Regions from separate parts of the Mus musculus genome. Here region 1 is linked to region 2. The links are chromatin contacts, called in public HiChIP or PLAC-seq maps. All regions are on one chromosome and are shown on one strand. The core of a region is the stretch at or near the end of the contact, and the rest is flanking DNA. Distances in the headings are between cores, read along the strand shown. Region 1 has its middle 9.5 kb from the start of Gm46961. Region 2 has its middle 380 kb from the start of Gm25833.

Region 1 (5,391 bases), core at 937-3,436, 1.8 Mb before region 2:
ATGGTTCGTTTATGTCATCACCATACAAGGTTCAGAGTACACTGCAGGAGAAGGGGTAGAAAGAACACAGAGTTGGTGGAAGGAAAGGGGCTTTGTGCACCATCCTTGGGAATCAGACATGGCTGTTGCACTCACGGACTCAGAGCAGCTTGATTACTTTCTCACAACCAGAAGATCTGGCCTGCCAATATTCCATCACGGGCAGGGCAGGGGCTTATGAGGCTCTTCTTTTCCTTTAAGATTTATAGTCAGTTAAGGACTTCTAATTAGGTTAATTGGGGCTTTTAAGGCCCCTACCCTTTTCTAAACAGCTTTTGGCTGTTAATAGTTGCTAGGGGAGGGAACAAAAGTTTCTTCAGTGATATACCCACTGCTAAGTTGATCATGCTTTGTTAAATAACCCCTAACCCGAGTTTATGTAAGTTACCTCAGCTAACGGGTTATCAAAAAGTGTGTGGGGTTGTGGGAAGGTGGCTTAGCGGCCAAGAACACTTGACGCTCCTGCAGAGGGCCTGAATTTGATTCCCAGCACCCACAGCAGGCAATTCACAACTGTTTGTAACTCCAGGTCCAGGCGATTGGACACATTCTCATGGTCCATAACAGACACACACACATACACATAAATAAAAATAAACCTTAAAAACGGACACAAAGTTAGCAGGGATGTAGTTAGAATGTGAGGGAGATAAGAGAAGGTAATCAGCCTTGAATATGATTAAAATATCTCATACACACATGTCAAAGAGATGTGTGTGGTGGTTGCCAAGGGTGGTTGGATGGTGGGATAAGTAAAACAGTCATATTAGGAGGCCCATTACTCATGGGATCACTGAGGCAGGAGCTATGCATTCTTAACCTATTGTTAAATCACTGTGAATGACAACTTTATTGTAGATGTGTTTCTTAATGTCAATTTTCCTGATAGCTTGGATGATTTGAATGGTAAATTAAGACTGCTTCATCCTATGGAGCTATGTATGGCCTTGAATGAAGGAATATCAGTCAAGAAGGCAGTCTGAAGGTGTGTGACTTCATTCTGAGTGTCTGAGGGACTGCTGTGATTGGGACAGGTGCAGCCCTTCATGCTTGGTGAGAATACTGTTCTTCATTGGTGTGATGTACTGCCACGTGCACACACACTGGACACACTCCCACTCTGGCTATATAAGTGCTCTGCTTGGTTCACTCTGCAAGTTAACCTGGAGATACCAGCTAGATGTTGCTCTCTGGTGTTGAAGCTGAAGCATTAAGTTGCAATAAAAGGCCCGGTCTTGCCTATTTTTGCGTTTTATCATTAGTAGAGTGAGTTGAGCTGGTAACATGAGGAAAGGAAGGAAGCAGGGACAATGAAGGCAATGTCAGTGGTGAAGGAAGTGTCCTTGGTGACATCGGCAGTGACATCAAAAGGCTGTGGTAGAGATGAGGAGGAGCAGAGGCAATAGAGACAGCTGCTGAAGACAAGAAACTTCTGGCCCTGGTACTGGGAGATTTCTAAGGAACTGTCAAAGGGCCAAGGTGTCAGACACCCCAGGCTACCAGCTCAACTCACTCTACTATATATGTGTGTATATATAGTACACACACACACACACACACACACACACACACACACACACACACACACTGTGCATGCATGTGAACACAGTGCTTGAGGAGGCCAGAAGAGATGTTCAGATCCTTGGAGATGAAATTACAGGCTGTTATATGTAACTGCATGTGAGCTGCCTGATATGGGTGCTAGGAACTGAACTTACATCCTCTGAAAAAGCAGGGCACATCTTAACCACTGAGCCACCTCTCCCTAGTCATCCTGTTGGATTTCAAAACCTGGAACAGTAGGCCTCTAGCTCTCAGGGCTTGGAGCTGTAAACTTCTGGGACTCCCTCCAAACCCAGGCTTTTGGAACTCCAAGGCCTGGGACTAGAGACCAAAGAGAGCTTTACTCCCTATCTTGGCAGGTCAGAACCACGGCAAGCCGTTTGATACCAGTAAAAGGTGGAAAATGTTAACTTGTAAAATTGAAGTTATTTATACAATTTGTTTGTGTCTCTGAATTGTAGAAACATTGTTTAGATATCAAAAATGAAAGCAATGAAAAGGAATCGATCTCACAGAGCCAATGAACAGCTCATTATCTGAGCATGGCAGGGGGCAGAAGCTGTGTCAACAGAGAAGCTGTGTCAGCAGATGGCAGTGCTGTATAAGCAGTGAGCCTACGGAGGCCCGATCATGGGTCACTGAGCTGGCCTGCAAACAAAGCCAGTGATCTGAATCTTGTCAGGTCTCCACCTCTATAATGGGATCAGACTGTTGTTTAAAAAAAAAATCTTTCCTCTCCAACTTTTTCGTGTGTGTGTGTGTGCACGGGAGATACACACACACACACACCAAACCCTCCCTCCCCTTGAGTAAGTATCTATGTAGATATATAGGTACATTACATGCTCCCTTCCTATCTGAACGTCTTTTTCTTCTCAGACTATTTCTAGTACATATGAATGGGTGTGGCACAGGAAACAGTGACAAGGAAATGATCTCACAGTGCCTCCAGTTTATCACCAGAGCAAGTCAGGGTGCTAATGCTGTATCAGCAGATGGCAGTGTTGTATAAGCGGCAAGTCTACAGAGGCCCAGTCATGGGTCACAGAACTGTCCTGCAAACAAAAGCAGAGATCTCAATTTGGCCAGGTCTCCACCCCCATAATGGGACCAGACTGTTGTTTTTAGAAGATCTGTCTTTCTCCTCTTCCCCTATCTCTCTGTCACACATTTATGAGCATTACCCCCTCCCCCACCCCACATATACACACGGTTTCCAACTATCAGAACATTGTGTTTTTTTTGACTTTTCAGACTTTATTTCTATTTTGTATGGATAGTTTCAGCACAGAGAAACAGCAGTAAAAGCCACAGTCAACAGGGCCAGTTATCAGGCTTTTACTTATATTGAAGATAAATAATCTTTAACAAATCAACAATAGGTGATGCTTCATTGATGATAAATTGCCTCATTAATGCAGCTGTATTGAATATAGGTTATCTGAAATAGATATTTTTTTTTGTTTTTTGTTTCTGTTTTTGTAGTTTTCTATGCTCCAAAGAAGGTTTATATAACAACAACAACAACAACAACATCATCATCATCATCATCAACAACAACAACAGCAACAACTACTACTACTCCAAAAACATATGCTAGAACTTTTCAAGAAAATGACCTTGAACTTTCCCACAGAGGAGGGGATGGTGGGTCTCTCCCAATTGTTTTACGATCTTTGATTATTGATCTTTTCCAGTTGAACACATCTTCTGGAGTCAGGGTTACTTCTCTTTTCACAGAACATCATGGGCTTCATCTACAGCATGGTTCTACCTCTTTAAAAGCAGGACACACTCCTCCAAACTTAAGCTCTTCAGGAGCTATAGATACAGTTGTTTTCTCTTTGCTCCTTCATAACATGATTTTTGGCATGTTTTACCTTTAAATAGCTCAATATTCATCTGTTTTAATGATCCTTTTCAAGAGAAAGATATTTCAATCACAGTTTTATTCACTTTATAACCACATTTTTCATTAGTTTCTGCTTTTATTCTTTTTTCCCCATTTTTTTATTAGGTATTTAGCTCATTTACATTTCCAATGCTATACCAAAAGTCCCCCATACCCACCCACCCCCCCCACTCCCCTACCCACCCACTCCCCCTTTTTGGCCCTGGCATTCCCCTGTACTGGGGCATATAAAGTTTGCAAGTCCAATGGGCCTCTCTTTCAAGTGATGGCCTATTAGGCCATCTTTTGATACATATGCAGCTAGAGACAAGAGCTCCGGGGTACTGGTTAGTTCATATTGTTGTTCCACCTGTAGGGTTGCAGTTCCCTTTAGTTCCTTGGGTGCTTTCTCTAGCTCCTCCATTGGGGGCCCTGTGATCCATTCAATAGCTGACTGTGAGCATCCACTTCTGTGTTTGCTAGGCCCTGGCATAGTCTCACAAGAGACAGCTATATCTGGGTCCTTTCAGCAAAATCTTGCTAGTGTATGCAATGGTGTCAGCGTTTGGAAGCTGATCATGGGATGGATCTCTGGATATGGCAATCACTAGATGGTCCATCCTTTCATCACACTTCCAAATTTTGTCTCTGTAACTCCTTCCATGGGTGTTTTGTTTTCTATTCTAAGAAGGGGCAAAGTGTCCACCCTTTGGTCTTTGTTCTCTTGAGTTTAATGTGTTTAGCAAATTGTATCTTATATCTTGGGTATCCTAAGTTTCTGGGCTAATATCCACTTATCAGTGAGTACATATTGTGAGAGTTCCTTTGTGATTGGGTTACCTCACTCAGGATGATGCCCTCCAGGTCCATCCATTTGCCTAGGAATTTCATAAATTCATCCTTTTTAATAGCTGAGTAGTACTCCATTGTGTAAATGTACCACATTTTCTGTATCCATGCCTCTGTTGAGGGGCATCTGGGTTCTTTCCAGCTTCTGGCTATTATAAATAAAGCTGCTATGAACATAGTGGAGCATGTGACCTTCTTACCGGTTGGGACATCTTCTGGATATATGCCCAGGAGAGGTATTGCTGGATCCTCCAGTAGTACTATGTCCAATTTTCTGAGGAACCGCCAGACTGATTTCCAGAGTGGTTGTACAAGCTTGCAATCCCACCAACAATGGAGGAGTGTTTCTCTTTCTCCACATCCTCGCCAGCATCTGCTGTTACCTGAACTTTTCATCTTAGCCATTCTGACTGGTGTGAGATGGAATCTCAGGGTTGTTTTGATTTGCATTTCCCTGATGATTAAGGATGTTGAACATTTTTTCAGGTGCTTCTCTGCCATTCGGTATTCCTCGGGCGAGAATTCTTTCTTCAGTTCTGAGCCTCTTTTTAATGGGGTTATTTGATTTTATGGAGTCCACCTTCTTGAGTTCTTTATATATATTGGATATAAGTCCCCTATCTGATTTGGGATAGGTAAAGATCCTTTTCCAATCTGTTGGTGGTTCTGCTTTTATTCTTTATGATGTTTTATTTGCTTTTCATAGGTTTGTCTTTCCATTTCTATGTCCTTAATTGAACAGTTGCTCTATCTATGTGCACACTTGTTTTCTGAATGCATGAATAAATAACACATAATCACTGGAATACTGATATTTACATTTGAATACTACCACACATTTTAAATGTGGTCACTTCATATATACACATATATAATATAAATAATTCTAATATAATTTCTTCTTTTCACCCGGTTTTAGTTAGAAAATTATCGTATAAACATCTTACATCTTTATCACTTGGTTTTTTTAAAGTAAATGCAATTTTATGAAATTATAGTCAAAGCTTATCCACTTATTTTCTCTTATGTCAAGATTATCTTTATTTATG
Region 2 (4,963 bases), core at 2,439-4,938:
AGTGTGATAGGTTATACTACAGAATTTACAAAATTGCTTTCCCAGGAGTGTTCAGAGTCAAGTTTATCTGCCTTTTCTGAAGACTATCTATCTTTAGGCCGGCCTCTTTTCACAAATTTGCTGACATGGAAGAGTGGCCAATTTCAGAGAAATGATTAGAGTCCTCCGTGCCTTAAATGGGAAGCATAAACACTAATCACCACGACCCAACACTTCAAAACACACACAAAACAATAATAAAGTAGTAGCAATGAATACTAGTTTAAAGACACAAAAATTTAAAAAAAAATGAGAAGTGTAAAATCAAAGAGGAAAAATACAGTATGAGAAGACTGACAAGCATACTGAAAAGGACAGAGAGATTTCTGCTACAGATAATGTAAGTCCAAACTAGAAAAGAAACAAAGAAAACCTAGAATTATATTGGAGGATAAAAGGAATTAAGAGTTGATGTGTTGTTTTTTCCTGTGGTAACAGCAATGAAGAGGGTGAGTGGAGAAGACTGATAAATTGGAGTCAGCCTCTGCATTAGAATGAAAGTCTTTAAAAAAAAAAACTTTATTGTTGAGTTTGATACCACTACACAGCAAAGTATTATCATATCTATCCTCATTTCTTCCCTTTCTTACTTTTTATATCCCTGCAATACAACCATCTTCCCAAATTTCCTCACACCTATCTCTTTATAATCTACTTACGCTAGTTAGTGTTATCTACATGTGCATGGATGTGGGTCCTACTTCTGAAACATGGTAGCAGTATAAGTTTCTATATTCTCTAGTACTAATGGTTCTGCATCTCCAGAAACCATGATAGCACTAACTGCTCAGCATATGTTGAGTCCTGAAGGTGAACTTGTCATCTAGACCAGGATTTTGACTGCCATGATCTTGTAGACAATCACTGCTTCATGAGTTCATGATTGCAATAATCATAACATGTCCAGAAGACAGGATTTCACAGCCCTCCTTCTTATTTTCAGGGTTTTTCATTTGATCTACACCTATTCCATGACAATTTCTGATACTTAAGAGAGAGAGACATAAGTTAGATGTCCCATATCAACCTAAGCATTCAGTTCTGGTTCTGTCATCATTCTGACAAGTCATGTATTTCTCAATTGACTTCTGATTAATTAAAATTAATTATCAATAACCAAAGTAAACAAAAATATAGAAAACAAATATATGAACATTTGTATGTTTACATAAATGTTCCATTATCAGAAAATCTTCATGTATTATAAAATGACATCACACCATAGAAAGGGTGATTTATCCAGCTTTAGTATTTTATTAGAAGGTCCTTTGTCCATAGCAACTTGATTTTGTTATGTCTTGTGCCCCAAATGTGTATTCTACTCATCAATACAGTCCTACTACAAGTTTTATTAAGAATCCAATACCAGTAGCAATAGCCTGTATTATTTTTATGTTGTAATATTCAGATCATTTTACCTTGAAGACAGATTATATCAGGTACAAATGTAGCAGGAAGAGAAGGTCTAGGGTCCCCAGACATGTTCCATCAAACAAAACTCAGAAAATCACTTTCCCTATTGCTAGTGTCCTTTGGGGTAAAGAAAAGTGGAAAATAGAGAGTTAAAAATATTAGCCCTGTTTTGCTGATCACTTGATATTGGAAAACCAACCCAGGGGGTCTATTTCAGTTAAGAGAACTAATTCTCCTATTCTCTGATTTTCCTGTTACCCATAGTTCTTTATCTAGGGCAGAATCCCCACAAGAATTCCCATTTCAATGTTTGTATGTATGCAGGAGTCATCCTTGCTCAAGTCTTGTTTATGAACCAACCATTGGACCATCTGGGTACAGCTTCTCTGGTGTTTCTAGGAGACACAGTCTTTCTTAGTTAGAGTTTTACTGCTGTGAACAGACACCATGACCAAAGAAGCTCTTATAAGGACACCATTTAATTGGGGCTTTCTTACAGGTTCCAAGGTTTAGTCCATTATCTTCAAGGTGAGAACATTGCAGCATCCAGTCAAGTATGGTGCAGGAGGAGCTGAGAGTTCAACATCTTCATCTTAAGGCTCCTAGCAGAATACTGGCTCCCAGGCAGTTAGCATGAGGGTCTTAAAGACATACCCATAGTGACACGCCTACTCCAAAGGCCCAACTTTCTAATAGTGCCACTCCCTGGGCTGAGCATTTTCAAATCATCACAAAATCTTAGAGAAAATCTACAACTTCTCTGGCACTTGAAATATTTCTACCCACTGTGTTTCTATCCCTGGGGTATAGGTGAAGTAATTGTGTTGTCATTTGATCATTTGGGAATGGTTACCACATGATCTCCAAATCTCTGCATTTTGATCATTTGTGTTTTTTTTTAATCAAGGCATTGTTTATTAGATATTTTCTTCATTTACAGTTCAAATGCTATCCCCAACCCCCCCCCCCAACCTGCTCCCCATCCTACCAACTCCCACTTCCTGGCCCTAGCATTCCCCTGTACTGGGGCATATGATCTTCGTAATACCAAGGGCCTCTCCTCCCATTGATGGCTGACTAGATCATCCTCTGCTACATATGCAACTAGAGACATAGCTCTGGGGGGTACTGGTTAGTTCATATTGTTGGTTTTTTTTTAAGAATAGTTTCTATCTGTTACAAAGAGAAGTTGCATATTACTTATCTAAAATATATGAATTGACCAAACTGTATTTATGTATAAATAGAGGGGAATATGAAAGCATGAAGCTGAGAAAGATCAAGGACTGTGTGTGGATTTGTATGTATTTATGCGGCAAACAGTATGTGGCTAAAAGTTAAGAAAATGATTATAAAATAACTCAACCTAATCCTTAATCGAATTTCAGATCAAAGAGATGACAAAATTTACAAAAAAAATAAAAGATAAAGATGTAAATATGAAAAAACTGCACTGTTTGTACACCATAATACAATTTTGGCAAGCTGTCTCCCATTTAAGAATGAAAAATAGCAGCTATGCCAGGTGGGGAATCTCAGTGAGGTCTATACAGTTCAGTTGGTGTTGAAATGATAGAGATAATCAATATAATGTTTCTTAACTTACCAATTATACATTCAGTACATCAGGTAAGTAACATTTCCTATTTATAAAGCTACCAAATTATTGCATTTTTTAATGAAAGCCTGATTTCCGATTGCAAGTATTTAACATGTACTATATCATAGTAAATGGTATCACTACTCTCCCTTGATTGTGAGCAGTCGCCACAATCTATAACTCAAGAGCAGCCACACGATTACAAAATAACATCATAGTGTACCATCCTTTTAAAACTTCATTGGTTATTCTACGGTTCTTTATATTATGGCTTTATATTAAATGAAGTGGTACCATAATTTCCAAAACTAAGTTCTATATTATTTAATCTTTTTTGTAATCTCACTGTAAAACAGATAATAGGTAATGTCTATGTTTTTCATTTCATAATGACAAGAAATATGGTATTTGTGTGAATGTGTCTGTATTAACATTAATTTTCATTATGTCTATAACTACTGGAAGAAAAGAATTGCCCCACTTGTCATTGTACTGTTTATTTTTCTAAACACACAACTACTTGGCACACATCACTGTAAATGTAGTATTTCTTCTAGACTCCAAAATGGACATTATGCAACCCTGCCTTCATTTTGGCTATCTTAACAGCTAGATGGCAGCACAATCACATATATATTCAGTCAATATCACCAACCCTAGAACTATAATAACATTAAGATTAGAAAACAACCTGTTTATCCTTTGTGTAGAGAAAGGACATTGACTTGTTTGAGTTAATTTTATATCCAGCTACTTCATTGAATCTGTTTATCAGGTTTAGGAGTTCTCTGGTGGAGATTTTAGTGTCACTTATATATACTACCACCTGCAAAAAGTGATATTTTGACTTCTTTCTTTCCAATTTGTATCCCCTTGATCTCCTTTTGTTGTCAAATGGCTCTGGCTAGGACTTCAAATACTATGTTGAAGAGGTAGGGAGAAAGTGGGCAGCCTTCTCTAATCCCTGATTTTAGTGGGATTGCTTCCAGCTTCTCACCATTTACTTTGATGTTGGCTACTGGTTTGCTGTAGATTGCTTTTATCATGTTTAGGTATGGGCCTCGAATTCCTGATTTTTCCAAGACTTTTAACATGAATGGGGGTTGGATTTTGGCAAATGCTTTCTCCGCATCTAACGAGATGATCATGTGGTTTTTGTCTTTGAGTTTGTTTATATACTGGATTATGTTGATGGATTTCCATATATTAAACCATCCCTGCATCCCTGAAATGAAACCTACTTGGTCAGGATGGATGATTGTTTTGATGTGTTCTTGGATTTGGTTAGGGAGACTTTCATTGAGTATTTTTGCATCGATATTCATAAGGGAGATTGGTCTGAAGTTCTCTATCTTTGTTGGGTCTTTCTGTGGTTTAGGTATCAAAGTAATTATGGCTTCATAGAATGAAATGGGTAAGGGACCTTCTCCTTCTATTTTGTTGAATAGTTTTTGAAGAACTGGAATTAGATCTTCTTTAAAGGGTTGATAGATCTCTGCACTAAACCCATCTGGTCCTGGGCTTTTTTTTTTTTTTTTTTTTTTGGTTGGGAGACTACTAATGACTGCTTCTATTTCTTTAAGGGATATAGGACTGTTTAGATCACAGCATCCTTAATCATCAGGGAAATGCAAATCAAAGCAACCCTGAGATTCTACCTTACACAAGTCAGAATGGCTAAGATAAAAAATTCAAGTGACAGTAGATTCTGGCCAGGATGTAGAGAAAGAGGAATACCCCTCCATTGTTGGTGGGATTGCAAGCCTGTACAACCACTCTGGAAATCAGTCTGGTGGTTCCTCAGAAATTGGACATAGTACTACTGGAAGATCCCGCAATACCTCTCCTGGGCATATATCCAGAAGATGTTCCAACCAGTAAGAAGGACACATGCTCCACTATGTTCATATC

The links. HiChIP or PLAC-seq counts read pairs in DNA pulled down with a chosen protein or histone mark.
Region 1: a RAD21 HiChIP or PLAC-seq map of pro-B cells shows a contact between it and region 2, with 12 times the contacts expected there. The contact joins two enhancer-like sites. A contact is called at or near these places in 2 of 15 datasets of contacts at CTCF or cohesin (large pre-B cells and pro-B cells) and 1 of 115 datasets of contacts at active chromatin or transcription factors (large pre-B cells).

The regions. Positions count from the first base shown.
Region 1 is chr6:70,706,681-70,712,071 of GRCm38.p6, reverse strand. It overlaps Igk. Among named protein-coding and RNA genes, the nearest start is that of Gm46961, 9.5 kb to the left of the region's middle. Within about 2 kb of position 2,186, at least 57 of the 459 cell types and tissues checked have an H3K27ac peak or open chromatin away from gene starts, as enhancers often do. A contact at or near this core is called in pro-B cells, where this site is marked.
Region 2 is chr6:68,914,431-68,919,393 of GRCm38.p6, reverse strand. It overlaps Igk. Among named protein-coding and RNA genes, the nearest start is that of Gm25833, 380 kb to the right of the region's middle. Within about 2 kb of position 3,688, at least 1 of the 459 cell types and tissues checked has an H3K27ac peak or open chromatin away from gene starts, as enhancers often do. A contact at or near this core is called in pro-B cells, where this site is marked.